2 separate regions of the Rattus norvegicus genome follow, and region 1 is linked to region 2. Evidence: chromatin contacts called from public Hi-C data. All regions are on one chromosome and are shown on one strand. The core of a region is the stretch at or near the end of the contact, and the rest is flanking DNA. Distances in the headings are between cores, read along the strand shown.

Evidence for each region. A called contact is a pair of places that touch in the nucleus more often than the background predicts.
Region 1: a Hi-C map of the Rat2 cell line shows a contact between it and region 2, with 3 times the contacts expected there. The contact joins the enhancer-like site here to the promoter of Man1a1 in region 2. A contact is called at or near these places in 3 of 12 Hi-C or Micro-C datasets (the A7r5 cell line, the Rat2 cell line and frontal cortex).

The regions. Positions count from the first base shown.
Region 1 is chr20:34,430,354-34,437,648 of GRCr8, reverse strand. No RefSeq gene overlaps it. Among named protein-coding and RNA genes, the nearest start is that of Cd46l1, 110 kb to the left of the region's middle. Within about 2 kb of position 2,213, at least 2 of the 93 cell types and tissues checked have an H3K27ac peak or open chromatin away from gene starts, as enhancers often do.
Region 2 is chr20:33,922,121-33,928,790 of GRCr8, reverse strand. Man1a1 (mannosidase, alpha, class 1A, member 1) reads left to right here and starts at 1,290. Exons shown (of 13, transcript NM_001033656.1): 1 at 1,290-1,559; 2 at 1,817-2,671. The coding sequence starts at 2,063.

The DNA.
Region 1 (7,295 bases), core at 964-3,463, 510 kb before region 2:
CCTTGCATTTTAGAAACATGAGTCATAACGTTTTACAAAATGCACGTTTCATGACATCATTTTCATCTTCTGCTCTTCCTTTAACCAAATGGCATGTTTACCTCTCTGTTACTAAATGAGCACCAAGGTGGGAGGCACCCAAACAACTATTGAACATTAGAGCCAACCTTCCAAAACAAGCAATACCTCTTAGGTTAATAAAAGTAGCTAGAAGAAATCTTGGCAGAGGATATGCCCCAGAAGAAAGGGGTAAATTTCTGAGAAAGGTGCAAATATAGCAAGGCTGAAGACTGAACTTTAGGTAGAAAGATGGCTTAGACTAGAGTAGGAGAAAGGAAGAATGGGGCCTAGAACACTGGAGACCATAATAAAATTTGAATGTTGTTGAGGAACCACACTGAGAACCAGCTGTTTTCTCTTCAGCAGAAAGCACTGTGATTAGATGGACAAGGCAAGGAGAATGACTGCCTCAAATAGGCGAATGGAGGAGAAGATGGATGGATATAGGAGAAGATAAATGATTACAGTTGGAGATATTCAGGAGGCACAGTCAGCAGTCAAGGCTACGAGGATAGCCTGGTTTAAAGAGGACGTTAACTGGGGCAAGAATTTAAGCACAAAATAAAAACTAAATTAAACTCAGTCAACGTGCACATGTTCAAAGTGCTCTTTGATAAGCACTTAAAAACAAAAGAACATACTAACAACTGGTGAAAATGAGTCACAATACTGCATTTGAAAGATCATTGCCTCCATAATGAATGTAGAAAGAACGTTTAGCATTCAATGAGAAAAACAAGCTAATAGAGGAATATGGATCAAGAGGACCCACTGCATGGTCCTGGAATTGAATACAGTCACAGAACCTGGAGACAATTGTCAGTGGATACACTGAGCCATCTCACTAGCCTCTCTTATTTCTTGAAGTAACAAAAAATAATACAGTTGCTTTAGAAATCAGCTTAGTGGATTTTATACAATAATAAACAAGATACAGCTTGCTTTCTAGGTGTTCATCCAGAAGAAATGAAAATGTATCCCTACATAAAACTATAACCAAGCATTCAAAGCAATTTTACTAATAATAGACAAGCAAATCAAATGTATTACAGGACATTAACTATAGGAGAATTATATAATGAAATATTACTTACTGATGAAGGGGAATTAGGACCTGAAATAATTAAGGACTAAGTCAATGAACCAGATACGCAAGGGAGGCTACAACCAAAGATGTTGATTCATGCTGTAAAATTTCGTTGAGTGAATAGGAGATGGTAGAAATGACTAATCTGACATACGCTTAGAGGAAAGAGATCAATGGTTTACTGGGACCCTGAAAGAGCTGACTGAGAATGAACATGAACAGAGACAATGTGCAGTTAGTGAAAATGTTATTTTCATATGGTGATATAAATAGAGGATTCTAAGGTGTTGGTGACACATGGGCTCAAAAACAGTCTGCCCTTTAAGTCAATGAACTTATCTTTATTGATAGAGACATTTATTTTATGCATTTATTGTGATTATTTTAATATGTACTGTGTATGCCTGTTTGCATATATGCAGCTGTGTGTGTGTGTGTGTGTGTGTGTGTGTGTGTAGGCCCCCAAGGGAGTTTTCCTTGATTACCCAATCTTCTTTAATGAGGCAAGATCTCTCCTTTGAACGTGGAACTATCTGATAAGAGCTAGTCTGGATGGCTAGCTTGCCCCAGTGATCCTTTTGCATACTAAAATTACAGGTAGGCCTCCATGCCACCATCATTTATGTGGGTCCTGGAGAGCCAAACTCCAAGCATTTTACTTGTATGGCAACCCCTTTAATTGTTAAGCAATCTCCATAGCCCATAAGTAGGTGCTTAAATAGATAGTTTGAAAGATCGTGATTGACAGCTCATGCGATTGGAAGGATAATGGTTTTGGGTGAAGGAACATCGCTGGAGCACTTCCTGTGGAATTCTAAGAGCAACCTCAATGACATGTTGTCAACAGTAGCAGGAAGGACAGCAAAGATCAGTTCCTGAGTACATTTGTTTAAAAGAAGGCAGAGCAGAGAAGAAAGCTTGTATTAATCGGCTCGGTGTGATTGGCTCAGAGTATTTTCTCCGGGTCAACCCGCTAGGCACATTTCATCCTTATAATGCAGAGCATAGGTGAATCGTCATTCAGACAGAGGACAATAACAATGAATGGCACAAAGGGAACTCGAGCCAAGGCTAGTGGTGAGTAGTAGCACAGGGACTAAACAGCTGCTCGTTCCTTTCAGAACCTGCCTTGCTTGCCTAAGCTACATCTTGAGCCGTCCTCTTCTGGCTTTGGACCATCTGTCACTTTGCAGACATGCCATACTCTGAGACATGTATATTCAACTGCCACATCTCCAACCCTGAGAGTCTGGACTTGCTGTAGATGAGGCCTAGAGAGTCTATTTTAACATGTTTTCAGTTTCATTTAAAGCCCTGCCACACAAGGGAAACATTCAGCAAATTCGCCAACCAAAATGCTGCATAATTGTCTCTGGGAAGGTTTCTTACCTTCTGCAAGCTTTTAGTAGCAATTCAATAAGTTTTCAAGCCTTGCAAAGAAGGAAAATACCATATAATTTCCTCTAGTTGGTAATGAAGATTCGCTGGGGATTCAGCTAATTCAAAAAAGCTCTCAGATTCAGAGCATCTGTGGGAGTTTTCTCCTTAGCTGCATTCTGAGCATCCGTCCTGAGCATGTTTAATGACTTACGGTCACATTCAGGGAGCGGTCTCCTGCTTTCCAAGTCTGCATGTCACTCAGCAGAGATGGAAACCCAATTCTCTGTCCTGATCTTTGAAATCTCTGAGAAGTACCTGGCTAATTTCTAAATCTATTTTCTTCTTGAATAGAGAGAAAAATGAAACGAAACAGGATTGCTGAGCTAAATGGAAAAGTTCAAAGCTGAAGAACTTCATTACCCTCTCTCATACATCACACGGAGTTCACAGCCAGCTTGGGAAAGCCCTACTTTAATCCACCCCCTCCACGTTGAACTCCCACTGAGTAATCACCCAAGGTTCTGAGAGAGACCCAGAGGCTGTGCAATCTTCCTCGAAGACATTCCTAGGAGTCTATTTTGTTTCCACGAAATATATTAAGCTATCCCACTCTGGACAGACACTCCAGCTTACATTTGTAGCAGTGAACAAGCTTGATTTTAGAGAAGAAAACAAAAATATTCTTACCTAGGTTGGGAGCCAGTCAGTTTTAATGAGAAAGAGAATGCACTGTCGTTCATACTCCGCTCTTCTCCATGATCATGTTTTTATATCCCTAGAGACTGTCCACACAACTCCCTGAACCAAGTGCTGACATTTGGAATAATGGCCCCCTTACATGTGACACTCTCAAAATATCAAAAATATCATCCTTTCCCTTTCTATATAGAGCAGGGACAAGCTACTTGTTCCTATGAATTAATGGCTATGGCTCCCTTCAGGAATAAAGAATTCTTCCCTGAAAATGAACACACAAGAGAGCATACTGGGGCTCAGGTATCTGGAAACCATCGTGGTTTTGATTTCTTTACCCCTGGCAAACTAACAACTCACACAACTCATACACAGAACAGCTAACCAGAGATCAGAGCAGTTCCCGGGTAAAATGTTTTGCTTAGGAAGAAAACACTGACCATGTGAAAGCACCTTTAAGTTAAACACAAACACAGGTAGACCCAGTGAATATCTATGTATTTTAAATTCTGGACATACCCAGTCCAGAAACCCACATTTTATGTAAGTACCCAGACAGATACATTATACTGCCAGACACTTTCCAGGGCTATAAGGGTAAACACTGGTGTGCTGTCTATTCTAGAACAATCTAGAGGCCAATACACCTGGCCCTGCCACCTCCAGAGACTTCTTTTGCTCCTTCCTTTCTAGTGACCACATGGAGACTGAAAGAAATAAAGGTAACATTTGTCATTAGTGAAGGAAATGGGGTTTTAAAATACACATTTTGTATCATCCCTCAACATCGGCTATTAGGAACTTCCTATCAAATAAAATGAGATTTCAGTTTAATCTTTGGCACTCCCACAATCCTGCAAGCATGCACACATCCCTGAGCAGTTCTCAATGGGCTTCAGAGCTAAAGAGTGCACATCAATCCCTTTGAAATCCTTGAACATAAGCTTGGAATTCTCAAGCTGTGTTATGTCTTGATAACACTGGTATGAGCCCTACGTTATATCTCCCCCTTAAACTTCTGTCTCTGCCTCATCAAAAGGCAGTAATAAATGTGGCACAAAGGATGGGCAGCTGTCTTATTACCTGAAACAAGAACCAAATATTTAGAATGAAGCTATAGATACAGTAACCAAGCACACAGCCTATAAGGGTCTAAACAGAAATAAATAAGAAAAAACAATGTCCTAAGGGACTCCACCATTTAAAACTTTTAAAACTAGCCTCTTTAGTGCATTTTCAACTCAAAGGACCAACATACTGAGGGATGATACTCTGGAGTTGGCACTGTTCTGTCAGGGGTGAGCCCCAACAGTGAACAGCTTCCAGAGAAGATGTAAGGAACGGGTGCCTGGGATGCTTTGCAACTCTGACTGGGTAGCAGTGAGAAACTTTATTTATAGATTCAAAACCATTCATGATTTCAAGAGATGGAGATAATACTTTTCTAGGATGCCCAGAGTTACAGGTTATGCACAGATAGAAAGATTTTTATCATCATCAACCCCATATTTTTATTCCTAACATTCTACAAATCCCTTTAGCTTAAGGAAGCAAACATCTAACAGCCTGCTTGGGGGCTGGGAGTACTTTCTTGTTTCAAGATGTTTAGACAGAGAATAGACAGAATCCAAGTCAGTCCAAGTGAATCACCCTTAGATATATTATTAACTTTTAACCTTCAATCATATTACTTTCAGATTTGCCTAAGCCTGATTATTCAGTCTTAAGAATCATTGTAACTGTTATTTATAAACTTGTAAGAGCTGGTTTAATAAAAGAATTGTTTTGTTTCTGTATTAACATTACAGCAACCTGGCATAAACCAATCTTTCAAAAAAAACCCCAACAAATTCTAATACTTTATTCTATTTACATTCTTCTATACTATCTACAAATGGTATCATATTGTCTCAATCAGTTTTTGTGTCTGAGTTCGTAATAGAAGTTTAGTATGCATGGTCTTTTTCTTGGAAGTTATAATTCTATGAAATTTTACACATACTGTAAAAGGAGTTCTGTGCTGTGGTCTACTGTAATTTCTCTGGTCCTAGTGAAACTTGTCAGCCTCCTCTGAATTCAATCAAATCATTCTAATTATTTTATTTCATGAATTTGCTTAGGGGCAGATAACAACTTCCAACCTATGGAGAAGAATTCCAAGTAGAGTCAACTAAAGTTATTTCCTTGAGAACAGGGGATGGGTCACCTAGGACTTTCTCAGGGGAATACAGAAGCAATTTTCTCAGAGAAGACAGGGGTAAACAGTGATTCTAATAGTCACCCCAAGAGTGTAAGACTCAGAGACTCAACTTATGATAAGTGGCATCAGGCCAATGATCAAAGCATATGGCTCAGTTTATTTGGTACCTTGTCAAACCAGCTGTGCTGGCTTCATGATTGACATCCACCCTTCATTTTCTTTGCTAAGGTGTTTTCTGGGACAGTGACTTCTAAAGGAGAGATTTCAAAAATAGTAAGTATTCAGGGTCAAGTGACAAGGGGTATGTGTGTGTGTGTGTGTGTGTGTGTGTGTGTGTGTGTTACCTGTTTTTCTAAGCAATGACTAAAAGAATCACAAATATATAAGCTTTTAATATATAGTATTCAGTTTACAGGTTAGAAAGAGTGAAATTGCATAGCTATCAATGGTCTTGTGATTGGTGGAGTTTCTTTGCTGCCTAAGATTTCCATTATTGTATAATATTATTAAGCATAAAAGCATCAAGAGGTGAGAGAAGATGATAGCTTTAATCTGAGACGCCTCCAATGTTTTTGCAACAGCACTATTTTCTCCCCTCCCCTGAACCTTTCCTGCACTTTGAGCCTCCACTGGTACTCAGACCTACCACATGCATTTTAGTTCTGAGAGGCCACTTTATCATTTAGTATGATCTTTTCCCTTCTGTGCACTCTATACTTGAAAAGCTTTCCCAACCCTTTCAAGCTTTAGTCCATATTGGGAGGGAGGTCCATGCACAGTAAGAGCCCAGAGCCCAGTCAGAGACATGCCCCTGCACAGCTGCATCTGAACTGACAGAGGGACAAAGGAACCCTGACAGTGACTTCTCAGTACAAGAAGGACGAGCATTGATCAGACACATGAAGGAGAGAAAACCACTGGCCCTAAACCTGTGCCGCCAGCTAACTCTCCTTCCTGCTCATGCCACCCACACACAGCTGTGACAGTATAGAGTTGGGAGCACACAGCTGCTTCGCTTGAGTCACATCCACAGGCTTATTTTTCATGCTCTTATTTCTACTGTGCCTATCTCTCCTCCCCTTTTATCTTGTATTAGGAGAAGTGCAAGGCGCTGAGCAGAGTCTCTTTTATCCTCCTGATTAGATCAGACATGTAAATAAACACATCTGTTTGGCGAGGGCATGTGCAAAGCCTTAAATAGCAGTGCTGCCTGAAAGACACCATAGAGTTCTTCTAAAGAATTATTACAATTAAGACTTCTCATGACAAGGCAGCCTTCATCTAGCTAAGGGAACAAAAACAACACATGGACCGAGACATCATTTGGCAAGTCCTCTTTTTTCCTTCTGCATGTATGAAAACTGTTGTCACTTAAGGAGCCATAGAAATGCGGCAATTGTGTCTGACAGTCAAGTAAATCCACGTTCTCAAAACAGGCACCAAGGAGAAAATTGCACTTCTTTGAAATAACGAGTCTCTCTAAAGCAGATAAAATCGCGGCTAAAATGTCTGCCTTGGAGATTTCAAGTTGGAGTTATGAATCTCTCTTCCCAGCTTTCTCTGTCATTGTTCATAAAATTCACTGTCAATAATGGAGGTAGATAGATGATGCATAGATTGGTAGATGATAGAGAGATAGAGAGATTTTTTTTAATTTGTGAAAAAAAATGTCTTTTCATAGTTGTCCATTAAATGTTTACCAATCCATGGAAGATTATTAGTTACCTTCACATCTATATTTCTTCAAATGATGCCTCTTTCTGATGCTTGGAAAAAGACCACCTGACCAACATATAACAACGGTATAATCCGCATTTATATAACATAATTTCCATCTCTCAAACACTTTGAAAATGGAATTTCCCTTTTTCTGTG
Region 2 (6,670 bases), core at 41-2,540:
AAAACCTCCTCAGGATTTCTAACTTGGTTTTCTATTTTCTGCACACAGCCCAACACCTGAAAACAACCGTGCTATGCTCGCTCTCCTGGAAGGTGCCAGCTGTTTTCCTCTGACTAAGACAACAAGTAAAGGCTGAACTAAAATCATGTTTCCGGAGAAGGTTGAGGGTAAATAGAGCTACTACAAACCAGCTTTCAGGAGTGGGAAGTCAGTCCAATTTTCCTCTGGCAACCGTTTCTTTGTGGAGCAACAGGGGATTCATAACACAGTTTGGGAAATGTTTTCTTGTCCCTTCACCCTGAGGCAGGGGGTTCCCAGCCAGGTCAAAATGTAGATCTAGGCAATATCAGCAGGGCATTCCAATCGATGTCATGGGAGGTGGAGCCAGTCTCCATGACATTCCATGAGACTGAGTGCTGCAAAGCTGTGTTGAAAACAATCTCTGTTGGACCAAGTCTTGCCTTCACTGGGAGTTGTCGCATCCAAGACTTAATTTCAACAGGGTTCAATTTATTGCTTCGAGCTTTGGCAGCATAGAACTGTCTTCTTTGAATGGAAAATTTGACCAACTGCGATGAGGTAAATGAATTTCGAAAGTGGGGGAGCGTGGGGGAGCGTGGGGGAGCGTGGGGGAGCGTGGGGGAGCGTGGGGGAGCGTGGGGGAGCGTGGGGGAGTCATACAACTTTTTTTTTGGTTGATATTGTTGTTGTTTCTTGTAAGGGGAAGAGGGTGTATACTTAGAGCTCCAAGCAATCCCCGAACCCCAAGTCGCCAAGGATGTGAAAAGGTGTTGGTGAGGCAGAGCTCAAAGGCTCTGTAGGAGAGCCTGGAGACTTTGGATTTGAGAGTTATTGGGCACTGGGGAATCCCTGTCTTGGGTAACACGGGTGGCTGGGGAAAAAAAAAAGACTTCAAAACCACAGCTTGCCCCCTTAATCCCCTGCGTTCTCTTCGGGACCGCCAATTGCGAGTACTGGAGCATGCTGGCGCTACCGCATTAATCGCGGTCACTCGGGATCCACCACCTTTGGGGCTCAGACCCGAATGGTTGGGGACCGAGTAAGCTCGGACCAACTCCGGCTCTGGTCCTCCCGGGCGAGTCTTAACCCCGCTCCTGGGCGCAGCTCCAGCCCTCGGGCGCCCAGGAGAGCGGCGACCTCCCCGCCTCTGCCGGGTCCCGGAGAGGCTGCTCTTCCCGTAAACTCCCCGCCCCGCGCGGCCCCCTCCCCGCCTCGGCTCCACCCCCGCGGGACCCTGGGAGGCGTGAGATTGGCCCGGACGCGCTGTCACTCTCCGGACGCGTCACCGCCCTCGTTTCCGACCGCCGGGAGACCGGCAGTGCTATTAGTGCACGGCGGGGCCGCGGCGGAGGGCAGCACGTTGCCTGGTTTGTTGGCACACGCCGGCAGGTCGGCGCGCTCGCTCACCTGAGTCGTGTCCCGGGGCCGCAGAGCCACCGGGCTGTACGAGCGCCACCGCCCGCCGTGACGCGCTCGGAGATGGGCAGCTGGAGAAGTTGACGAGCCCCCTACGCACGCGGCGCCCTTGCTGCCCAGAGGTGCGCCGCCCTTGCCACCGAGGTGTCCTCCGTCCTGACCCAGATGTGCGCGGGACACCCTGCCTCCGAGGCTGGAAAACTTCACCCCAAGTCCAAAGTGGGCTCCGAGGGTGGTGCCCGCGGCTGGACCGTGGGGCTGCCTGCCGGGATACTGTCCTGCGGCTCCCGGGGCCAGGGGAGGGCGGGGACCCACTGGAAACTTTCTCAGCACCTTCCTAACCACTGCGTTTTACTGTCTCCTCTTCCCCCCCAAACAGGGGCTGCAGCCAGCGGTTTGCCGCGCGTGCCTGTTTGCCAAAGGAGCCGCCCCGGCAAGGATCGCCGGAGGGGAGCCGCTTCCAGCGGGGAGACCCGCAGCCCAGACACGCGCTCTGGGCGGCCTGGATGCGCAAGAGCCGGCCCCGCAGCAGCTGACCGCCGGCGGCAGCGAAGTTTGGCTGCTGAGCGGCTCGGCGCCGGACGCTTGGACAGACTGTCAGCCTGCGGCTGCAATCTCCGGAGCCATGCCCGTGGGGGGCCTGTTGCCACTCTTCAGTAGCCCTGGGGGCGGAGGCCTGGGCGGTGGCCTGGGCGGGGGTCTTGGCGGCGGGAGGAAGGGGTCTGGCCCCGCCGCCTTCCGCCTCACTGAGAAGTTCGTGCTGCTGCTGGTGTTCAGCGCCTTCATCACGCTCTGCTTCGGGGCAATCTTCTTCCTGCCTGACTCCTCCAAGCTGCTGAGCGGGGTCCTGTTCCACTCCAACCCTGCCTTGCAGCCACCGGCGGAGCACAAGCCCGGGCTCGGGGCGCGTGCCGAGGATGCCGCCGAAGGGAGAGTCCGGCACCGCGAGGAAGGCGTGCCTGGGGACCCTGGAGCTGGACTGGAGGATAACTTAGCCAGAATCCGTGAAAACCACGAGAGGGCTCTCAGGGAAGCCAAGGAAACCCTGCAGAAGCTGCCAGAGGAGATCCAAAGAGACATTCTGCTGGAGAAGGAGAAGGTGGCCCAGGACCAGCTGCGTGACAAGGATCTGTTTGGGGGCTTGCCCAAGGTGGACTTCCTGCCCCCCATCGGGGTAGAGAACCGAGAGCCTGCTGACGCCACCATCCGTGAGAAGAGGTCAAAGATCAAAGAGGTAAGTGAGTGAGCCCTGCCAGAAATCCCACTCACGCTGCTGTTTTCAGGGAGGTTTGATAAACGGTTAGAACTTAGGGCTTCAACGTTATCGTGCAAAGGCGAGGGAGATCTCCAGGGCCACCCTTTGCCTTTTACCACCTTAGGATAAGTGGCCAGTTAGTATCTGAGACTGAATCCCCTTGAACTTGCGTGCTGTGGTGAGCTTAAGCTATAAGCGGCAGGGAGTGAGCGAATACTTGGGCAGGTGACACACACACTGCCTCCTCGCTGGCTGCAGTTAGTCTACGAGGCAAACAGTCACGGTGCAGGTATTGAACAGCCCTCCTCCTCTGAGAGGCTTGCAGGTGGTTTGAAATTGAAGCTGAGTGTAAACAGAGGGCATCAATCACACACAATACAAAGGTTATAACAGTGAGCCAACGCGCCCAGTGTTCAGTCATGTGGCCTCCTCTTGCCAGGTGTGTGTGTGTCACAGGCTGTAAATGTGAAACTTGAGATCTCCTGTCATGGGCCACATACTGTCTTTTACTGATTTAAAACCTAAGAAACACGCGCGCGCGCGCACACACACACACACACACACACACACACACACACACAGAAAGAGAGAGAGAGAGAGAGAGAGAGAGAGAGAGAGAGAGAGAGAGAGAGAGATCTACTGTTTTCTGTATTTCTAGAACATTGTCAGAAAAGGGGGTATTCCCTGATGCAACAGGTCAGCCTCCACAGCAGCTCAGTGACGTTAATCTAGAGCAAACATGGACTTTGGTAAATCCTGTGCAATTCCTTTCTGGTTATTTTTACTCATAACATATGATTGGTTTCTGTAAGCTGAAAGACGAAGGAACCCTAGGAAATCCTTTCAGGCTGTCATTTCAAAGGGGAAACTGAGGAATTACAGCTCAAGAAGCAGTTAGTGACTGAGTTGAGTCCTGAACACAGAAGTGGAAGCTTCCCAGTCACCAGACTCTGGGGACATGCATCCTTCCTGGCTGCTTTCTCTATGTTTTCCTGGGAATCCAGTCCTGGAGAACTGTGGTAAAGCATGGCATCCCAACTCTGGATCTATCCTCTAACATATGTCATGAATGGACGTAGTATTAGTATGAGATGCATTACCAGGAAAGGGTCCCGATGGCATCGTGAGGGAGTAAATAGAATTTGGAGGCTGTGAAGAGATTTAAAGTGGTTGCAGGGTGGAGGCAGCTTGGTTGCCATAGGAGTTGCTTAAGACCAGATGAGATCTGGTAAGGGGTCACTGAGCAAGTTCAAGTGGACTTGGGTCCCTCTCAGTTTCCTCCAGGCTCACGGCTCTGTTTGCTCATCCGTCATGCTTTCTGCTTTGCAGAGACATAGTAGGCGAATGGCTTCTGCTATCATGAGCTGGTTTCTCCAATAGCTTTTCCCCTCTGTGAAATCCCAACAGTCCTGAGAGACACACATCTGCCTCTTCCCAAACATCTTCCCACTCCTACCTCTTAGACTCCTTAATCAATACGGACCATTAGAAAATTTCCCCCCAAAGGCTCACTGTCTGCTGCTCTTTGCTGTTCGAAGTGAGCCATTTCTGAATGGCATGCATCTGAATTCATAGGAGTGTCCAGTTAATGTGGGCTGTAGCTGTAGGAAGAAGGGATTGTGAACACTAAAGCATTAAGAAGCTGGCCATTAATGTCTGAAAGTGGGTTTTGAATAGACACCACACCTGGTAGGAGTCCACGGAGAGCAGCATTTTGGCAGTCTGTATATCCCCCAGCTATTAGACCGACTGATCTATGTCTCTAAATCATAGGAACTTAATTTACTGGGTCAAGGAAATGCATGTGGCATCTGTCATGTGGTTCCAATGTCTTAGAACCTAGTTCAAACTGCCCAACTTTATATAAAACATTAGAAATAAACATTTTTTTTTAAATTCCATGCAGTTCCGAAAACCCTAAGTAGCCAGCTTGATTTGCTTCAGCGTTTAGTCAAAAGCCACCAGGACGAGGGGAGAGATGAATTATGATTTTCCACTAGAATAGTTCAAACATAGTCCTTCGTAAACCAAAAGCAATAACTCATGCCATTCTTCTTTTAAAAATTACTCTTTGTCGGCTTTGGACGAATATAGTGCCCCACCCCCTTACCCTCAACTCATGCTGTTGTAAAGGACCTGGTGTTTGATGGTGGAGAAGAAAAGTGGTTGATAACACATTAGACTTCAACTTCAAACATCGAGGTTCTACTTGCCACACTCGGGGCTACTTTCTGTGGCCCCCAAGCCCTTTGCCTTGTTTCCGTGTGTTCCAGTTGTCTTTATAGTCCAGTTCTTTATTGCACTTGCATGCACTAAAACTTGCATGGTTAAAGTTTAGGATGGAATTCGAGTCAAGCTTTCACTTTTATACATTTGGTTCAAGGGAAATGCAACACTGTTTTTATAATGCTGAGATAATTGTATTGTTGGTAGCACACTGGATTTTTGATAAGTTTGTATCACAGGGGAGGTAGCCTGCTAATTTAATTAAGTAGGGCATTGCGTCCACCAAAACGCCTTGAGCACATTCTACTAATTCCAGCCTTGGTGGATTGGATGAAAACTTTCCTCTTCCCAATCCAGATTCCCACAATGTTATCATGACCCATTCCTGAAACCTCAGGAATTTATCCTGAAATTGCCCTGCCTTGTGATATGTATGCCAGATATAAAAGTGTAGTCATGTTATCCTATGGTTCTAAGAAAAACTGTTAGAAGTTAAATAGTTTCGTGGGATTATTATGAACATACTCTACTTCGCTTTCTATTCCATTTTTTGGGGTTAGCAAGTTTTTAAAAGATTTGGAGACGAGAGGGTAGGGGAAGGAAACAGCCTACCGTGTACCTTAGGATGGTAGCCTAATTTACTTTGAATAATGAACATCTTCTTCTGAAGTTGAAGGGCATTCTGGGTGATAGAGGTGTCTAGGCATAGCTGTCTTCCTAGTTTTTTGAGAAAAGGCTTTTCATTCCTGACCTATTCCTGACTCAAAGATACAGAGAAAGATGCACGTTGATGGCTAATGAGTAAAACATATTTTATTGAATTTTACACTAGCACTAGTGGTGTGCGTACGTGTGTGTGTGTGTGTGTGTGTGTGTGTGTATGTGTGCGCTTCAGCACAGTTACAGTTTATGTTAAATATTAACTATGTGCCCTTTGACCTTAGATCAGATGTCAGAATAAGTTGCCTTCACAAATTGAAACAAAAACTCTTTCATTTTGAAGCTTAACATTCCAGGTGAATTTCATGGGATTTACTATGGAAAAGAACACTTACAACGCAATAAAGCTATCCTTTGAAGCCCTGGCCCAAGGGGCTAGCATCCTTTTCCGTTGTTTACCTGTTCACTGGCTTCCTGATCCTTGGTGAACCTTGGTAAATCTGTGCTGGTGTGGCCTGCCTCACTCAGGGGTCCCAAAGCAAGGGAGCTATAGAGATTTCTAAAGCTTTCTGTCTTCGGCAAAAAGATTTCAGCAGTGTAAACACTAGAGTGGGTGCTAACTGTTGAAGTTATATAAGCAGGAAAAGCTTGTGAGTAGAAGTGAGTTGTCTGAATTGTCTTCAGTTTAATTTGCTGCCAGCCATTCCGTAAGTTTGATAAAGGGAATACCTTGACTTTATCGTCTCAGACAGTTCAGATTCACTGAACAAAGGAGCTGTGTGTAGGACTCCGAACTTAGTAAAAGGTCTGAAAGGCAGCTTAACAATATGGACCCTGTGTTGAAACCTCTGCAGCCGTCCTCAGGTGAGCTAGTCAGCCAAACCATCTTGTAGAAATGGATCCTGGTGCTTCCGGTGTGTAAAGATGCCTTTCCAAGAGCTCCTGACTTCTTTGACTTTACTACAGAACTTATATACTTGAAATGTGTTTTCAAACCCTTAATAGGCAAATTCTAAAGGAGGGCTTTCAGTGTGTGTGTCAAGGTCATAAGGAAAGGATATGTACAGATACCTGTGAAGGATGAAGGCTAAT